Regions from separate parts of the Arachis hypogaea genome. Here region 2 is linked to region 1. The links are chromatin contacts, called in public Hi-C maps. All regions are on one chromosome and are shown on one strand. Each heading gives the region's core, a stretch centred on a gene start, on an enhancer-like site or on the middle of the called end of the contact. The rest is flanking DNA. Distances are from core to core; before and after follow the strand shown. Region 1 holds the start of LOC112720458 (pentatricopeptide repeat-containing protein At5g39350). Region 2 holds the start of LOC112720461 (protein REBELOTE).

The links. A called contact is a pair of places that touch in the nucleus more often than the background predicts.
Region 2: a Hi-C map of leaf shows a contact between it and region 1, with 2.4 times the contacts expected there. The contact joins the promoter of LOC112720461 here to the promoter of LOC112720458 in region 1. A contact is called at or near these places in 2 of 8 Hi-C or Micro-C datasets (both in leaf).

Annotation. Positions count from the first base shown.
Region 1 is chr11:18,197,460-18,202,001 of arahy.Tifrunner.gnm2.J5K5, reverse strand. LOC112720458 (pentatricopeptide repeat-containing protein At5g39350) reads left to right here and starts at 1,559. Exons shown (of 3, transcript XM_025771403.3): 1 at 1,559-1,857; 2 at 2,958-3,336; 3 at 3,775-4,542. The coding sequence starts at 3,956.
Region 2 is chr11:18,448,295-18,453,249 of arahy.Tifrunner.gnm2.J5K5, reverse strand. LOC112720461 (protein REBELOTE) reads right to left here and starts at 3,363. Exons shown (of 16, transcript XM_072206553.1): 1 at 2,897-3,363; 2 at 1,683-1,730; 3 at 824-1,085.

The sequences.
Region 1 (4,542 bases), core at 310-2,809:
TTATATATTGGGAAATGTTACCATACTGAGAACCTCCGGTTCACATATCATATGTTGTTGTTATTTTTCAGATGCAGGTCGTAACCCACCTCGGTGAGCTGTGGGATGGTGACAGACCAGAGGATCTTTTGCTACCTCTTTGTCTTTTGGATATTATGTTGTAGTTCTCTCACTTTTGTACTTTGCACTTTGTTGCCTTAGAGACCTACTTTGAGAGATAAGTTGTATATGTTGTTTAACTCAAAAACTCTGTTATGTCTGTATATGACTAGTCGGCCTAAACTTTGCGGGCTGCGGCTAGTACTCTATGACATACATACATACATACATACATACATACATACATACATACATACATACATACATACATACATACATACATATATATATATATATATATATATATATATATATATTTTGATTATTATTATTTTACGTCTCATGTTGTATCTTGTGGCTTTGCGCTTTTTAGTTATCGTGTGTGAACGCTTCGCGCTTTGTAAATCCGCTTTATGCGATTTTGAGCTTTTATTCCTTCCTCGAGCTTCTAGTATTACTATTTCCTTCTATATTTATTACTACATGAGTTTTAGAACTGTCGTGACGCTTCGTCATTCTTCGCTTTACGGCTAGAGGTAAGGCTTAGGGTAATGAGTTGTTACACTGGGCATAGTGGATCGGTGTCGCCTCGAGCGTCACAACTTCAGGATTCGAAAGAGACAGCCCACCATCAACAACCACGTCACAGACCACAACATACAACTCCATTATATGTTGCGGCATTAGCCGTGTATGTACGTCGAATATTACCCTGACATGCTGATCCCCATCAATCCAAAATAATTGGTTGGTAAATCCACCGTTCGAAAGGTGTGTTCAGAAATCTATATGCAACCCACCCAACCTCCTTCGTTCCTACTCCCCCATTTTGCTTAGCATGACTGTCTTTAGCGCATCCAGGCTATCAACCCGATAAGTGCACAACATGACAGTCTTGTCAGACTCGAAAATCACTCCTTCATCACCGTGTCTGACTATCCCATTGGGATAAACCACAACAAAAAAGAATTGATTATTCTCCATCAGAATAAAACGGAAAGAGAAAGAAAAGATTGGTTTGTGAATTGTGTGAGGGGAGGTATTGGGATGGGCTCTATAAATAGACTTATTCTACAACATATCTTGGTGCATAGACATCTACACCATAATACGCATATCCTGAGTGTTAAAACCCTAATTATATACTTAACTACATCTCGAATGCTGAGGGGGCATTAGGAAGCTGGGTTTATCTCGGATGCTGAGATCTCATCACAAAATGCGCGTATCTCGGATGCTCAGTATCAAATATCAACGCATGTTCATATCCCGGGTGCACCCTAAATGTGACTCACGGTCACTCTATCACAGAACGGGGTCTATGTATCCGAAATACGCCCATTTTTAAAAAATCCTCTCAACGTCCGAGATGTGACCAAAGATGCATTTTTGTAATTACCTCACCGTTATTCATTTTTATAAATACTATATTTATTTAATTTAAATAAAAAAAATCCTCATGAGTGACATGTTGTTTTGGACTTATTTCTCTTCGGGCCCAAAAGCCCGTGCCTACCTTAATGAAGCCCAAATGGCTAAACCCTAGAGCCCAACATCCAACCGCGGCTGCTACCTATGCTCCTTCCCGTCGCGTTTGCCGTCTGGTGGTGCTCCGCCATTCGCCTCTTCTCCTACTCCGTCTTTCACCGTCGTTCTGCTTTTCCCGTATCTCCTCCATTAGTCGTCGGTGGTGCTTCGTCTTCGCCTCTACTTCTTCTCCGCCGTGCCTTCTCCTTCCTTTCTCCCCTTCAGATTCAGGTACATCTTCATTCTCCATCTCCATCACATCTATTTCAAAATTAGAAATAGAATTTCTTTAATTGTTAGTGTGTTACCTGTTAGTTTGTTATTCTGTTAGTGTTAGAAATTTGATCATTGATACTCTGTTATTTTATTATGGCAGTTACTTATTCTGTTGATTAGGGAGGGTTGTGGCTGTTCAATGATTCTGATTTAGTTGGAGTGTTATACATTTTTTTCAGGAATCAAGCTGTCTGAGAATGTTGATTAGGAATCATGCTTTGTTTGTATGCTTGTGTGTGTTAAATTGTTATATTAGAATCAGAACATAGAGTGCTTAAGCATGAATTGTTATTGCATAATTGTGAAGGATCTTCATGCACTATAGCACTAGAAAACTTCTATTTTTGATTTATCATGTGCTTTATGGTGGAATTATGAACTTAGAATGCTCATATTTGAGCAAATTTTCTGTAAGATATATATTTTTTGTATTATGATTGTTTTGTTTATATGGAACAAAAAAAATCGTAGTAGGTAAACTCTTACGAGTTAAGTCTAGGTAAGCTGCATGGTGTCTTGCTCTTCCGTTGTGTCTCAACTATGCAGTCTCGGGTCTGCTCTGCTGTCATGTCTCCGGCATGGTGTCTCATCACTGTTCCGCCTTTGTCGTGAGTTTGAGTTTGTTTTCTTGCTTTCTTTTGCCATTGTGCTGCCATTGAAGAGAATTGCCCAAATTAGGCATTGATTTTTGAATTTGTTTTCATGCTTCGTGATTGTTCTGCCATTGTTGTTTGTTATGCTCTTTGTGTAACTTCAGTGTGTTGTTAACTTGTTTTAAGCTAGATGATTAGGGATACAATTTATTTAGTTACAATAAATAGTTGAAAACCAACTTTGCCTGCAGAAGGTATTTAGTTCAAAGCATGCATGTAACATGTATTTGTTATGATAACTATAATTTGTAAAATCATGATAATATTAACATAACAACCTCATACAAAGCTTTTTTTTTTCAGGCATTTCCATCTTCCAAATTCTGAATGGAAATGGTTGATTATCTAAACAAAAGGTTAAAGAGAATGAATCTAACCATTATATCTCTTTTGTTTGAACAGCTGCATAACAGCATAACTACGATAACTGCTTCGGTACTGATTTCTCTAAAATATGACATGATCCAATCAACAAATTCTCCAAACAGGGTGCATTAATAGAACATTTAAGTAGTGTAATCATCAAAATGCAAACTTTGTAGAATTTTCGGAAGTAGTTTTCTATTGTTGCAACTTCTCAAACACGGTCAACACAGACCTTGAAGTTCTATCCAAGCTTGCTAGCACTACAACAATAAGTGCACCATGGTTGAGAGCTATATTAAAAGAATAGAATCGATATATTTCAAAGTAAGAAGCTTAGTATGCAAGACTTAAATGGAATGGATCTAGCCTAGTCAAATGGTATGCACTATGCACCCATTTCTCCTTCGCAACTGAGGTATGTTGTTCTGCTGTAGAATCCTCGAGTATCAATTAGTTTATACTTTATATAGAAATCTGATTTTACTTGGTGTATGTATGCTGCACAAACAATTTGTATTAATTTTTTTATTCAATTTTCTGCACTCCAAATAGCCATGATGTTTTAAGATTTTCCGTACTCTTTTAAGAAAGGCAATCTCACAACATGCAGCACTCTATTGAACAATGCATAGCCAATTAGATAGTTGGTAAAAGCAGGAAAATTTACATCCATTGGCTAAGACTACATAACATGCAAGAACATCCAAACGACTCAGGCAAAAAATGAAATGAATGGCAACATAGACATGCATATAGCTCCACAGGATAACAAAAAGTACACTCTTCATTGATGGTGTAGTCATATTCCTTGTGGCCAAGGAATCATAACATTCTTCTTTCTCTTGTGTTGCAGAGGAGAACGCCTATGAATTGAAGCCATTTGGAAGATAAAAAGGGGGTCAAATGTCAGCCAATGAAATTGGCCAAGTGTTCACTCCTGTTCTGTTTGTGTTAGACCTTAGGCGTGTTAGGAAGAGAAATAGAAGATTCAAATGAGAATTTAGAACCTATTTCAACAGCAACGCTCCATATTAATGAGGGTATGGCCACTACGCTCACAAAGAGCATTTTCATTCTTACCATCTCCACCAACACAAACCTCAATCACATTACAAGCATGCTCATCTTCCAAATCTCTCACCAAAGCAAAACAGATTCACCAGCAAATCATCATCAATGGCACACACCGCAACCCTTTCTTTGCGACGAAACTAATCCAGCTTTACATTGATTGCGATGACATATCTTCTGCATTGTTCTTGCTCCATCACCTGCACCCACCTAATGTGTTCGCCTTCACCTCCATCTTGCGGTTCTACTCCAGACATGGGCAAATGCGCCAATGCATAAGAACCTATGTTGATTTGAGGGTAATGGGTGTTGTCCCAGATGGTTACGTGTTTCCCAAGGTTTTAAAGGCATGTGCTCAATCTCGGTGGTTTGAAACCGGTGTTGCAGTGCACAAGGATGTCATCATTTTCGGGTCAGAGTCCAACTTGCAAGCTCGCAATGCTGTGCTGGATATGTACTCAAAATGCGCAGACGTTCAGAGTGCTCAAAAGGTGTTCAATGAAATGTCTGAACGAGATGTTTTTTCATGGAATTCAATGATGTCTGGGTA
Region 2 (4,955 bases), core at 2,114-4,613, 250 kb before region 1:
TATCGAAAAATAAATTCTGAGGTTTATTTTTATATATCTTGCAGCTAAGAGACAAGATGATTAAGCAAATTATATTCTCACTTTCTATATCCACCGTCAACACATCTATCACCACATTTGATAACATTCCATTTTCAGAGTCTCCCTTTTTAAAACTAAAACCATGTTCTCTTATAAATAGGGATGGCAATGGGACGGATAGGAGCAGATTTTTACGCTACCCGACCCCACCCTGCCCTGCCCTACCAAACCCTACATAGAATGCGCCCGGCTACTTACGCAGGTAGCAAACTTCTGTACCCTAATTCTACCCACGGGGCACATTTCAGCCAAAATACAGCATGCAAAATAAACATATACAAAGTTAATACACATTTCAGCCACAAAAATATGCAACAATAAATATTGCATCCAGAACCCATAGTCATTTCATCAAGTTAATTTTCTCAACATCTAAAAGACTGTTCAACTACTAATATATTTTGCACGGGCAATCCTTGTTGCTGCTGCTGGGGGTTTTGATTATTCTGATAGGATGCTCATGTTTGGAGAAAGTAATGATGATCATAGAAGAAAGTTTCCATTAAATTAAATGAAGAAGAGCAAGTATTGATAAAAAAATTAAGATCACACAGTAACTAATCAAAGAAAATATACCTAGAGTGATGAGTGCAATACAAAAAAAATATCAGTAGCTGCCTGTGATGAAATATTTATACAAATATTACACATTTATGAAGATTGAAGAACAAGAGTAGATAAGCGGATGATTTACATGAATGCCCAAAATTGAAATTGAAAAGTTAAAATAACAGAAACTCACCAAGGAGGAGCGGAGGCGTGGAGTCTGGAGATTCTGGCCGCGAAGGAGGTGAAGGAGATGAGGCTGGGCGCTGGCGGAGGACGTGAGGCAGAAAAATGGTGACCGGTGAGGCAAGGACGGCGACGGCGGCAAGGAGAAGCTGAGGCTGAAGCCTGGAGGCAGGGTGGCGCCTGCAGCTGCTAGCAATTATTGTTGAGTCTGGCACTCTGCAAGGAAGAAGAAGACAGTCTGGTCTCTCCGGTGGTGATTGGTGAAAGTGGCGCTGTATCATAGAATAGTAGAATCAGTGTAGGCGGGATGCAGCAAAAAGAAAACCCTAATCATCAGATGAATTTTTAAAAAAATATATTAATTTTTTATTTATTTTTAATAAAAAGAGTGAAAACTCAAATGAAATTAATTTTATGTGAAGTTTATAGTTGAGAGTTATGAATTAATTTGACAGGTTTGATTAAATTATCATTTAACAACTCTTAACTATTAATTTTACATGAAGTTAACTGCATCTGAATTTCTATCTAAAAGGGGTAATATCAAGGTTCTGAAAACCGAACCGGTCATCGAACTGTTTTAGTTACTGGTTCACTAGTACATTGGTTCAACCATAGTTCAACTGGAAAAACCGATTTATAATAAACGCCTGATTCTATAAAAATTCAATGAATAAAGCAACTGGATCTAAACACTCTTCTACTGTGTTTTTTTACTTCAAAAGGGGAGCATAAACAACTAGTTCTATGAATAAACAAACTACAATGATATGCAATGCCAAAAATAGGCCAATGATGAAATAATAAAGGGCTTCTCTCTTCAATTCTATGTTCAAGCTTGTAGCAGACCAGAATAAACAGAATAATACCGTTGAAATAGTCTTTCTTCTTAATTCTTATATACCTCAAAAAATTTCCTGCAAAATGAAAATTGAACACAATACACAGCTTTAAAACAAAAACAAAACAACACTCAGAAATCAATCACCTCTTCCAAACACAACCTTAAAACAAAACAAAACAACATTCAGAGTATGAGCATTGATCACAAAAAATTGATTTCTGAAACAAAACAAAAACAGCAAAACAACATTCAGAGTTTGAGCATTGATCACAAAATATTGATTTATGAAACAAAACAAAAACAGAAGAACAACATTCAGAGTTTGGGCATTGATAACAAAAAATTGATTTCTGAAACAAAACAAACACAGCAAAACCAGCAGAACAGCATTTAGAGTTTGAGCATTGATCACAAAAAATTGATTTCTGAAACAAAACAAACAATCAACAAAACAATGAAAACAGAATTTTTTTTCCCTTCAGAAGAAGAAAACAATGAAAACATGAAGCATATAATAAATCAATGATCACCAATATCCAGCAAGAATCTCAAAGACAACAATAAATACACAACAACAATTTAGCAAATAAACAAGAACAAGACCTTAATAGAAAATCCAACAAATTATATCGTAGAAACCTAACAGTTTAGCAAATTAAACAACAGCAGCCCAACAATTTAGCAAATTATCAACTTAACAAGTTCAAGAACAGAGAATCACAACAAAAACAAAAAAAAAATAAAATAACAGAAGAACAACAGAACAACAACACGAACAATTAGCAAATTAACAAGTTCACACTACAGTTAAAATTTACCAGAAGAACACTAATGCAAGTGGAATCATCATGCTAATATGTTTTCTACAAAGATGCTATTTGTGCAGCTAAAATTTCCTAATTACTAAGATCCAAATATTCTAATTTCACATGCAATCAACTTACTAAGTTTCTAAAAGCTAGAAATGATAAACCAACCCGAAATATGGTTAAAGCATTTCATCAAACATGTTGAGTGCGGTAAACTTAAAACGAAATAAGAGAATTCAAAGCTTAATTTCAATGTGATAGAGAAGAGAACATAACTATTGTATACTTTAATTCAGTCTATGAAAAAAATCCAAACCACTACCAAATCAAATAGTTACTTATTGTAATAGAAATAAGAAGTTGCAGAGTTTGAAGCAGCGTATTGGTGTTGTGTGAGTGGATTGTCTGGTGGCGGGTTTAGGGAACTCACAGCGGCGACAAAAGAGAGCAGTTCGACGGCTAGGTGGAGCGCGCGGGTTGGGCAGAGTTTGAAGCAGAGCAACGTGGCTTCCAGACGAACGCGAATGCGAACCCGAACGGTGAACGGCGAGTGAATGCGAACGGTGAACGCCGAGCAAACTTGAACGGCGAAGAACGCGAACGAAGACGCGAACGTGAACGGCAAACAAACGGCGGCGGAAGCGCGGCTGGGCAGACAAAGACGACGGACGCCGAGCTCGAGGAAGCAGCTGCGATCGGTGACAGTGAACAGGGGTTGAAGACTTGGACCACGAGGGAAGCTAGATAGAAGGACGGACGGCGGCAGTATGCCACTCCTTGCGGCGGTGTAGGCTTACAGTGCTAGGGTTTTTTGGCTGAGTTTCTGCGAATGAAATAAAGGGAGGGAGATAGGGAGAAAGAAACGAAGGAGCTTCAGAACCAAGAGGGAAATAAGCCAAATTTTCCAAAAAACGACCCCGTTTCTTTTAAACCGGTCGGTTCACTGTTCCGTAATTCTTCTCCGGTTTTTTGAGAAACGGTTTCAGGGAGCAACCCGGACCACGATTACTGCCGGTTCACAGTTAGCCGGTCCGGTCCAATTTTCAAAACATTGGGTAATATCGAGTTTAGTTGCAATATTATTATGGTGAATGTTATAGTGCCTAAAAAGTGGTGCCTATTTACTAAAAAGGGTTAAAAGTTATTATTTAATTTAAAAGATATAAGAATAAATAATTTTTAAAAAATCAAAACTTACTACAAAAAGTAAGTTAGGCAAAGTTTAGACAAAAACTCATAGACACTATAGAATTGGCCTATTATTATTTACTATTGAACTTATGCATTAGTTTTAATTTACTCCTTAAATTATTTTAATTGTCTCTGTTTAGTCTCCAAATTATACAAACATGATTTACATTAGTTTTTGAGATAATTTTCTACACACAAACATTAATGAACTACTGATATACAGTCAGATGTCACATTGAACCTTAAAATGATGCAGTTGGTTTGGACACTCAATAGTTCAAAAACCATATTCTATACTTATTTTGGGAGAAAAAGTTTTAATAAACACTATTACGATGTTGTTTTTGAGCTATTTAAGTGTCAAAACTAAATTGACATCATTTTATAGAGTCTAGCATGGTATTCGACTGTCTACGTTAGCATTCTGTTAACTAAGTGGCAAAAATTATTTTATGGACTAACATTAGTTACGTTTGTCAAATTTAAAAATTAAATAGAGACAATTAAAATTTTAGAGATTAAATTGAGATTCGCATACAAGTTTAGGATCACACAATATTCATTTTCATATCATATCCTATACAATTCTTCTAAAAAATAGTCTGCAATTAGTGGAGTTCATCGCTGTCATGATGCCACTATTTATGCATCCTCACCAGTCATTGCCTCCCCATGCCATGCAACGATTCATAGTTTCATACATATATGATTAGCTTAATTAATTTATCTTTTTTACGTGAGACTTTGTCTTTTTCATTTGTCAATACATATTTGGTTTATTCCTTCGGATGAAATGTCATATTTGGTCCCTGAATTTTTAATCGTGCTTCAATTATACTCTTGACTTTAAAAAATTACCAAATAAGTTTCCAAAATTACAAAATATTATTCCTCGTTAGTCCTTTAGTAAACTGACATTAATGAGATGCTGATGTGGGATGTTAACTGCCATACTGGCTGCCTAATAAGTAGTTTGACGTAGACACTACAACATGTAAAAATGGTGTTCTAAATTAATTGTTTGTGCTCAAATCAATCCCATCATGAAATTTAAAACCTTAAATCCCTAAATTTGAGATCATCTTCGTTCTTTTCTTCTCTTTGTCTAAGAGATCTCGAATCTGAAAATCATCTTCGCATGGTTGTTGAATAATGATGGATGGTGGAGATACAAGTCAAGGAAGCTCAGATAGAAACTACTCAAGTGGGAGGAAAGGCATTCGACCCAGAGTTGCTGCCAAGAATGCAGTATTTTGCAACTACGGTTTGCGAGCAATAATCAAGTTTTTGAAAACACC